Linked DNA regions of Mus musculus: region 2 is linked to region 1. The links are chromatin contacts, called in public promoter capture Hi-C maps. All regions are on one chromosome and are shown on one strand. The core of a region is the stretch at or near the end of the contact, and the rest is flanking DNA. Distances in the headings are between cores, read along the strand shown.

Region 1 (5,026 bases), core at 1,582-4,081:
GCCTGGTCTACACTGTGAGACTTTGTCTCATTAAAAAAAAAAAATTACTAAAGAAAGTGCGCCAGGTGTGGTGTGTGACTCCATGGTAGCATACTTGTTTAGTATGTGCAAGATCATGGGCTCAGTCCCACTGTTCCAATGAATAAGCATGTTAATTGATTGAAGGAGAACCTAGATACCTGGGAGGCAGAGATAAGAGAATTGAGAGTTTGCAGCTGCCTGGGCTAGGTAGTGAGGCCCTGACTTTTTTTTTTTTTTTTAAGATTTTATTTATTTATTTTATGTATATGAGTACATTGTAGCTGTCTTCAGATATACAAGATGAGGGTATTGGATTCCATTACGGATGGTTGTGAGCCGCCATGTGGTTGCTGGGAATTGAACTCAGGACCTCTGGAAGAAGTCAGTGCTCTTAACCGCCGAGCCATCTCTCCAGCCCAGAGTCCCTGACTTTTTACAAAGGTGGAGGAGTGGACAATAGTTCACTGCCAGGCAAGAAGGGAACTGTAGTAGGCTCGCCAGAGGAGGTGGCACTTAGAGCTGTACGATCAGGCAACTGGGAGGGATAGTGGTATGTTGGACCATTCTCTCCTGTCCAAGGCTCAGGCTTTGGCACTCGGACTTGAGAGTAGGATTAAGCTGGAGATAGCTCTTCCACCCCAGGATACCACAGCCCAGGCCCATGTGCCAACAGTCCTGTTTCCTCCCGCACAGCTACTGAGCACTCCCCTGCATGTGGCCGTCCGTACTGGACACGTGGAGATTGTGGAACATTTTCTTTCCCTGGGCTTGGATATCAATGCCAAAGACAGAGTGAGTCCTTGCTTGCTCCCCTGCTCAGCCAATATGGGTGTAACAGCAGCCTACCAGGCTGCCAAGGGCGAGTAGTCCTTCCTTACAGGACCCTAGGGTGTCTGCTTCTGAGCAAGGTCTTTAGCCCCATCTCCTATCACCCTACCCACCCACTGACCTCAAGGGTTACCTGTGTGCTACACTGATTCTAGGAAGGGGACAGTGCCCTACATGATGCCGTGAGACTCAACCGCTACAAAATCATCAAACTGCTGCTCTTGCATGGGGCGGACATGATGGCTAAGAACCTGGTGAGTCTGTTCCTCGGGCTTGGTGGTTTGGGGTGCCCTTGCATGGTGGATGTTCTGCAGAGGCCATGGGGCAGCCACAGCCTAGGTACTCATGTCATTGGCGCTTGGCTACACCATCCTAATCCCAGGTCTCCCTTCATGTGTCAAGGCCCAAAGCATAAGTTTAGAGAAACAATAAGAGAGGTAATGGGAGGACTTCCCCAAGGTTCCCAGATAGGTGAAGGGGATCGCAGTGCCCAGGCCCAATCCATGGAGGGCCAGTGGAAAGGGAATCAAATTACTTGGTTGGTGTGGCCATTCTAGCACCTCATGTTGGTTCGTGGTAGGTCTCAGACTTTCTATGAATAGATGTCCTCTGGCCCAAGCCTATCTATTGGTTCACAGAACAATCACAGGAGAGGGGCATGGAAAAGTTCTTCTGGCACAGGAAAGCATAGGGACATTGAGGGAAGCAAGAGCACATGGAGAGGGTGTGGATGGTCTTAGCCTTGCAGACACTGGGGCTGGACGATTCATAATGAAGGGACTTTCCTGTGCACTGTCCCAGCATCTCAGGTCTCTGCCCACTAGATAGCAGTAGCAACCATAACCTCTAGTTGTGAAATGCAAGATGGCTTTACCCCTGGGCATTTGCCTCTAGCTGAGAACCACTGGTACAGCTGAAGACAATTTCGGGTGGACTGCTCAAATCTGAGTATGTCTACTTCTATTTTCTCCAGGCGGGAAAGACCCCCACGGACCTGGTCCAGCTCTGGCAAGCAGACACCCGGCATGCCCTGGAGCATCCCGAGCCAGAATCAGAGCAGAACGGACTGGAGAGGCCTGGGAGTGGCCGTGAGACACCTCAGCCTATACCAGCCCAGTAAATACCTACCCGGAGCTGGGCACCCAACCCCCTACTATGAGCTGCCTGCAGCCAGTCTAGCAGGAACACCCCTAGATGCAACACAATAAAGTGCTGGCTTTGCTATTTGTGGCGTTTGTCTCTGTTCGTGCTCCAAACACGTAAGAGCAAAGACTGGATGCTAGAGTGAGCTTGGGAACGCAGGAAATGTGGAGTCCCTTGGGTCCTGAATTAGTAGGTCTCCCGACGCTGGCCTGGCCTTGCTTTGTCCCTCTCATCCTGCTTTTCTTTCCTAATCCCTGGGGCCGCGATTGTGGTATGTTTCACACTGTGGCATACTCATCTTCTGCTCCTATCTTCAAGACTGTTCCATGGAGCTGTGTGTCCCTGTGTGGCCAGCAGAGGGCTAACACGTGACGGCCCTTGGCAGCCACTTGTAGACAGGAGGAGTGATTTTTCACAACTGCTTCTGGAAGAGCAAGTGGTTGGCTACAGTAGGGCGGGGCCAGGCCAGCTCAACCAATCAGTTCCGTCATGTTCAGCCAGCCTGGAAACGGAGGGTGTGCGTGTTGGGGTCGGGGGTAAGGGTGGGGTGGGTGGCTCCAGGCCCTGGCGCTGGGTAAAGAGGTCCCTGTCAGAGACTGTTTTTAGTGTTGAAACCCCAAGGGCCAGCTCTCTTTTAGGCCGTAATTGTGGCGTTTCTCCAGCGGCTTTCCAGCAGGGAAGAAAGCCGGCCTGGAGACTCTCTAGACCCGCCCCCGACCTGGGACACCCAGTGCAAAGCTGCACGCTCCCAAGCCATGCCCACAGGTTGTGGTGGGAACACAAAATTTTAACTGTGTATGTAGATCATTAACAGAGCGGGGAGGAAGGAGTCCAAACTCAGTTCCCCTGTGGTCACAGACAGCTGAGGCTCCAGACCTCCCGCAGAAATGCTGGGCCCCCAAATTTGGGCCTCCATGAGGCAGGGTCTGAGCAGGGGCTTGTCTAGGAATGTGAAGGGCAAGAAGGTAGACATTGCCGGCATCTACCCACCCGTGACCACCCCATTCACCGCCACCGCAGAGGTAGACTATGGGAAACTGGAAGAGAACCTGAACAGACTGGCCACCTTCCCCTTTCGAGGTAAGAGGGAAGTTGGGGAGCCAGATCCAGGAGGGTGGGGAGCTGTGGGGAAGCTCTGGCACTTTGGACAGAGCCTCACCTGCCTTTGTTTCCCCATCTGGGAAGGGCTAAGGCACCTTCTTTACTCCCAGGGTTATTGTAGTGAAAACATGGGGCAGTGAATGGGGGCATCCTTGTCTCTCAGGCCCGCTTGCTGATGGGAAGGCGCTAGCCAGGTCACACAGGAGGGCAGCCTGTTTTCAGCCTCCTTCCCCCTGGAGCCTGCCTGGGGGCTCAATGTGCTGGATCCTCTGATCCACCTCTTGTTTTAACCTGGGTCCTCTCCTTGAGGCCACGGACTACATCCTATGTGAGATTCATCTGCCTCACAGACATAGGTCCAGTAAGAGAAGGTAGAAAAGGGCAGTCCCCTGCCCTGCTCCATCCCATTCCACCCACCCAGAGCAATTCCTGGTCAGTGCTGTCAATGACACCATCTTGTAGGAGGGAACGTGGGCTCCCAGAGATGTGGTCACTGTCTAAAGCCACTCAGCTAACACATAGCTGAGCTGAGACTTGAACTGCTGACTAGAAGCTCTGTTCTGCCCACTGATTCTAAGTTGTGGGATCTATCTAAGACTATCCCTACAAATGTCGTTTGGTGGGTACCAGCTTGGAAAATGGCTTCCCTCTGACTGAGAAGAAGGTACAAGCTAGCAGCTAGGATAGTGGACTCTAGTTTCCAGTTGCAGTTTTGCCAGTGGTCTTACTCCGTGGGATACTCTAGCCCTGTTTCCCCATATGACACACGGGAGTGATAATGCTCTTGCTGTGGGGCAGCCAGAAGAAGAATCTGGAAGAATGTGAAGAAAAAGAATGGTATAGATTCTATAGTGCTATAGATTGGAAGGGATAGACTCTTGGGAAGTCTCAAACCCTGGGAGAACTATCTGAAGGATCTATTTAATATATCAAAGCGGACCTGGCTGCCAGGTTCTCCCAGCCTCCTTCAGTCCCTACCTGTTACAGGTATGGCTGGCATACCCCACCCTCTAGTTCCCTCTTTCCCCAACTCTCCAGCTCGGGGGCTGGGCTGCCCTATCCCAGAGGCTCTTCTCTGTAGAGTGCAGCCATTTTGGTTATCCACCCCTTTCTTTTACATCTTGGCCCCTGCACCTGATTCCCTTCCCTCCCATCCCCCGTCCCCTCCTTCCTCTCCTCAGTGGCTCAGGGTCCTGGTCACTCTGGACTCTCCCAGATGTTTCTGCCTCTGGCTATGCTCTCCCTTTGACCTACAATGAACTTTTCCCTCCACCACACCTAGGAGCAGTCATGCCCTTTTTCAGTTTTTATTTTTTTTTTTATTTTTTCATTCAACACTGTAGCAAAACTGCTTGGTGCTTGGTGACAGTGACCACTGGCCCAGGTGAGCCCACTTCATAGCTCAGGACCCAGATGATGTTTGTGAAGGGACAGTGGCCTTTGGGTGCACGTTCTGAGTGAGCAGGGGATAGCATGGCTACTAGAACTTGCTTATGCTGGCCTGGAGGGATAACCCTTAGCTTCAAATTGAACACTGTGCTTCAGCTTAAAGATCAAGGACACTTAGTGTAGGGGCCAGAAGACTGGCTTCTGTATCCATTGTGTTTCTGAAATCCTGTATTTAGGATTTCACAGAGATCTCCACAGTTGTCTTTGAATTCCCCCTTTGTCTCTCTAACTCATGCAACCAGCATCGGGTGCCCTGGGCAGGTTTGTTGTTTGGTTGGTTGGTAGAGGGAAGGATTTGGCTTCTGGGTTCCTGATGCTGTCTGATTCCTCCATTCACCACATAGCAGGAGATTGGGGCTTTGGGAGGAAGGCGACCAATCTCTGAAGTTGGAAGACTCCTCCTCTGGCTATTATAGCAACTGAGAAATCACACTCAGGCTGGAGAGATGGCTCAGACATTAAAGGCTAGGCTCACAACCAAAAA
Region 2 (5,026 bases), core at 994-3,493, 160 kb after region 1:
GGTGAGGTAGATTCTCTTCTGCAGCCACGACATACATTACAGTCTAAGTTTTATTCCATCTAGTGCTTGCTGTGAAACGGGCACTGCCTTTTCTACTTATCAGCAGAGGAAAACCAGGTGTAATGTGGTAGCCTAGTCAGCAGAGCTTAGGGCTCAGGACTGTGGCCCCTGCTCTATGACCAGGGTGGATATTATTTGCAGGGGTCAGGCACAAGCCAGCATTAACTTTCTCGAAGAAAGTCCAAACGACTCATTTTTATGTGAAACATTCTAATGTCATCTGTTGGCCACTCACACTTTTCTACAACCTGCCTTTGGGTTCTCTTGTGTGCTGGCCTCCAGGTGACAAGCCTCGCTGTGAGAAGGGGAGTCATGGGTAGCAAGGTAGGGCCAGGACAGGGTTCTGAGCCTGAGTTTGTCCTGCTGTTCATGTTTGGGCTCCAAAGAAACTATAAAAGGAACCTGGAGGATTCTGGGAACCGTGGATTTCTTGCTTAGCTGACTCTATTCCTGCCTGCCACTCTCAGCCTTCAAGATAGAGACTTTTCCCTCCCAGAATCCCCCAGAGAGGGAGAAGGAGAAGGTGGGAGGCTCCTAAGACCAAGCTGATTAATTTGAGAGGGGTTAGGGCGATACAAAGAGGAGCTCAGATGCTTTGGGAGGAGTGGTGGGGCGGGGGGGGGGGGAGATTTGAATGTTCCAGCTGTGGGGGCTCACGGGAGCGCTCACTATCCCAGTTAACAGGCAAAGGTTGCCTGCTGGGAGCTATGGGTGTGTATGTGGGGGGCGGGGGAGATGCTAGGGGCTCAGGCCAGTTTGGAAGAGGACAGGCATTCTTGGAGAAAGGAGGAGGGGGTGTGGCCCCCAGATATGGGACAGCTTTGAGGACCTGCACAATGAAAAGGAAGATGAATCAGAAATCAGGTCTAATGGCAGTATAACGAGCCAGTGGGAAGCAGGGCTTGGGAGCTCAAGATGCTGGACTTCACTGCTGGGCAAAGAAGGTTCAGAAAAGTAAAGTACCCAAAAGCCTAGGAATTGGGAGGAGGGGAAGTTAGGGTTACAGGCCTTGAAACGAGGGCCCTCAGGGCTTCCCTAACCACCCGCCTCTTCTCAAAGTTCCCGAGGTCAGGGAAGGAGTAGCGCTTGTCTGGGTGTCGGCAGTTCAGGTCAAAGAAACTGCCTAGCGACCCCAAGCATCCTTGAGATGAGGAAAGGAATACGGCATTTATGAGGGACGTCTCCAAGGCTTCCAGGGATTCCGCAGCTCGGAAAACCGAGCGTGCTGTGAGTTGCACAAGGTACAGGTCAGAGTTGGGAGAGAACTAGTGGGAATACCCAGAGCTTCAAGTTTATAAAGGTTGGAAGGAAAAAGGAGACAGTGCCAGGGCGCTGTGTATAGGGGCTTGGCACCTATCGGGGAGTACAGATGAGGGTTTGGGGAGAGGATCAGTCCGAGGCGCTCTGGGCGCAAAGGCGCTACCTGGAGGCGCGGTGGCAGGCAGGTGCCCGAACTGCACCGCGATGCAGAGGTCGTTGTCCAGGGGGAACTTGTGGCAGTGCAGCATCTCGGGCCAAGGGAAACCGTAGGCCTCCATGAGCGGAGCGCAGCCGGCGCGCACGGCTTCGCACAGCGAGCGGCAGGGGTAGATGGGTCGGTCCAGGCAGACGGGAGCGAAGAGCGAGCAGAGGAAGACCTGGGTGTCTGAGTGGCAGCGCTTGGCCAGCAGTGGCAGCCAGCTGCTTGCCTGCTGCTTCACCTCGGCCAGGCTCTCGTGCTCCAGCAGGTTGGGCAGCCGCATGCGCTTGTAGCCCACCGTGTGACAGAGCGGCAGATCGGCGGGGATGTCGAGGCACTGCGGTGGCTTGGAGTAGGAGCGGCCGTGCAGCGGCTCGGCCTGCCAACCGTAGTAGTCGTACTCCTGGCCGCGTGTTGGCGCCCCATGCAGCGCCCCGAGCAGCAACGCCAGTGCGGCCGTCCGTGCGCTCCAGGCCACCCACATGGCTGGATGTTGCGGCCTGCCCCGACGGCTCGGTGCTCGGCGCCCCGCTGCCCGGCGTGCGCCCCGGCTGGGATGTTCCCTGAAGCCGGCTGCTACTAGGGTCGTCCAAGTAGGTGGCAGTCTCTGCTCCGCTCCGCTGCCGGAGTGATCCAGGCGCCTCCCACCACGGGGCTCCAGCCCAGGCTTCGCCGTTCCCTAGCCAATCTGCAGCCGCTGGTCCCCCTCACCTCCCACCCCCGCCCCGGGTTGGCGGACCTGGGAGGAACCCTGAGTCTTTCCCGCCCGGCTCGGGTCCCTCGGGTCCCGCCTCGCCTCGCGACCCTGACCCGTCAACTATTCTGCTGCCCAGACCTCTCCTTGTGCCTTTTCCTGGGGGCTCAGCATTTTTTTCACCCTTGCCCCCTGCTTCGTCTTTTTATCTCTCTCCACCACAGTCTCTCTCCTGTTCCTTTTCTCACTCACTTCACCTGCTTATCTCTGTGCCTCGGCCTTTCCCTGCTCGGCTCTGGTTTCCCTTCTCCAACACCTCCATCGCTCTTCTCAGATAATGGAGTCTCTTGGCCATCCACGCCCTCCTGGCCAGGCAAGCAGAGCTTCACCCTGAGGTCTTTAAGTATGCCCTGAGGTTCTGTCCAATGCCAGGCACTTGGCAGCCCTCTAGGGATAGCAGATGGCTAAGACAAATCCGTGGCACCCGAGGGGGCAGGGTAAAGGGAATTTTGGCTTCTATTTAATGAATCCCTACTAAGTGCCATGCATAATGTGCATCACTGAACGACCTTATAAACATCTGTTTATGTTTTTTTGTTTTTGTTTTTGAGACAGGGCTTCTCGGTGTAACAGCCCTGGCTGTCCTGGAACTCAATTTGTAGACCAGGCTGGACTCGAACTCACAGAGATTCTCCTGCCTCTGCCTCCCGAGTGCTAAGATTAAAGGCATGCACACCCCGCCCGGCTATCCATGCCCTTTTCTAATGAAAGCTCACACCCAATAGGTGCTAGCTGTGCTTGGAGACTGTCCTAGGCACATTTCATAACCTACCTCATGGAATTTTCACAGTGATGCCCTAAGGAGGGTAGGAACCATTTATTATCACTACTTTACAGATAAAGATGCTGAAGCTGAGGTCAGGTGAGGATTCCAAGTGGCCATTGGATATAGGTAGTGCGGTTCCAGAGTCAGAGCACACATCAACAACCTGAAGGTCTGGATTCTGAGGATTTGGAGACGTGGGGTTAACTGTCCCAGGGTCATGCGCTAAGGAGGGCAGGGTCTGATTCAGGCGGTAGGCTCCAAAGAGCAGAGTCACTATTGTTGGGCAAGATAGAGTCCAGCCTGGGCAGGAAACACTGTGGGTGTAAGGAGAACTGCTTCTGTCCTCCAAGCAGACATCAGAAAGGTGACTTCCAGGATCCCACGCTTAGTGTCTGTCTGGGTTTTGTCTTCCTTGACTTTTCTGTGAGAGGAACTGGAACAGAGGCTTGCGGAAGGAGGCTCTTATTGGTTTCACCAGACCTCTGGCTTCCCTTCCGGGGACGAGCTTCCAAAGGGCCGGGGGTGGGAAAGTGGAGTATATGTGAGGGGGGTAGGGATTGAGGGGGTAGGGACTGGCTCCACTTTGAATAAGGAGCGTTTCTCCCCAATTGTCCTTCCTTCTTCTCTTTGCTCCTCAATATTTCCAGGGCTCTTGGCTTCTAACCGACCTGCTCATGTAGCGGAGAGAGGTGGACCCACACTATAGTATCCACTCCACACATAGAGGACACTTGCCACATGCTGATATATATGAGGTACAAAGGCTTGGTCCTTCATGTAGCTGATGGAGCAGAGGAAGCAGGCAGTCCAGGTTGGGATGGGATGCCTCTGATGTCCTGGTTGACATAGTTGAGTCCACGTATAAGCCAGCTGGGGCCTTTCCTTTATGTGTAGCATCAAGAGTCTCTGCAGATGGGCGAAAGGTTGATCCCCACAGAGAGAAGCAGGGTACAGTAGTAATGGGAAAGGATGCTGTCTGCAACTGAAAACCAGGTTCAAATTCTGCCCCCTCTTTCCCAACTACCTGCGTAGCCTCTGGCAAGTAGGAGCTATCCTGACCCTTAGTCTCCTACTTTATAAAGTGGGACTTCCACTGAAGTGGTTGTGATGGGCAAAGATGGATGGAAAGGCCTTGTGCAGCACCCACGTGTAAAGGACACTGGGAAATGTCAGATGCTCACAGGGACGAGGCTTCGGGTCAATGTACATTAGGTGTCCTGAACATCCCCCAAGACGCCTTGGACAGGACTCTGAGCTCCGAGCAGAATGGCACTGCTCTCTGTAATTCACTCCCTGCCTCATCTCTGGGCTTGGCCATCTTGTATGCTGTCTGGGAGGTGTGGCTCTGTGCCACACCCACTCCAGCTCTGGACACTTACAGGGGCCTTGGACCTCCCAGGTGGCTGTGTAAGGTGTTGGGTCCTGGGCCAGCTGGTTTGGCTGGGCCGTTCTTGGCATTGCTATGGGTGACCTGGACAGAGCTGGGCATTGTTCCTGTGGCTGGTTATGTAAGGCCAGCACATGGCTAGAAATCAAGCCTGTCTGGGCCTGGAAGCTTGGGCTCTGAAGGGCAGTGGGGCTGGGCTGGGAGGACGATGAGCCTTCGTTACCTGTCAACTCTGATGTGGGGAGGCTGAGGCTCCCCAATATTGATGGGAGCAAGGGGGAGAGCCCTCTATAAGGCATGAAGCCAGAGTGCACTCTGCTGCTCAGGCAGTGCCCTTCTGTGGTCAGCCCTTGCCCTGGATCTCCGGCTGAGCTACTTTCTGATGTGGTGTTGATTCTTGATGAGGTAAACCCAGGGCCTAGGCAGCTGGGTTGAACACCTGGCGCACTTGGCATCTGTCCATCCTGGGATGTATGTAGTCCGTCCAGGTTCACGCTACTTCAACTGGTAGAGGAGACCATTTGTTCAATAGAGCAAAAATTTGCATAGCTATCTTTCCCATCTAAGATGCCTCTCCGATCAAACTTAATTATTTTCATA

Evidence for each region. Capture Hi-C pulls out chosen DNA fragments and counts their contacts.
Region 2: a contact with region 1 is called in a promoter capture Hi-C map of liver. The contact joins the promoter of Sfrp5 here to the promoter of Hoga1 in region 1. A contact is called at or near these places in 4 of 39 promoter capture datasets (embryonic stem cells, neural stem cells and stem cell-derived epiblast-like cells) and 2 of 9 other capture datasets (adipose tissue and liver).

Annotation. Positions count from the first base shown.
Region 1 is chr19:42,043,039-42,048,064 of GRCm38.p6, forward strand. Hoga1 (4-hydroxy-2-oxoglutarate aldolase 1) reads left to right here and starts at 2,832. Exons shown (of 7, transcript NM_026152.2): 1 at 2,832-3,072. The coding sequence starts at 2,880. It overlaps Ankrd2 (ankyrin repeat domain 2 (stretch responsive muscle)), which reads left to right. Exons shown (of 9, transcript NM_020033.2): 7 at 715-813; 8 at 1,005-1,103; 9 at 1,823-2,072. The coding sequence ends at 1,969.
Region 2 is chr19:42,200,009-42,205,034 of GRCm38.p6, forward strand. It overlaps Sfrp5 (secreted frizzled-related sequence protein 5), which reads right to left and starts at 2,244. Exons shown (of 3, transcript NM_018780.3): 1 at 1,484-2,244. The coding sequence starts at 2,003.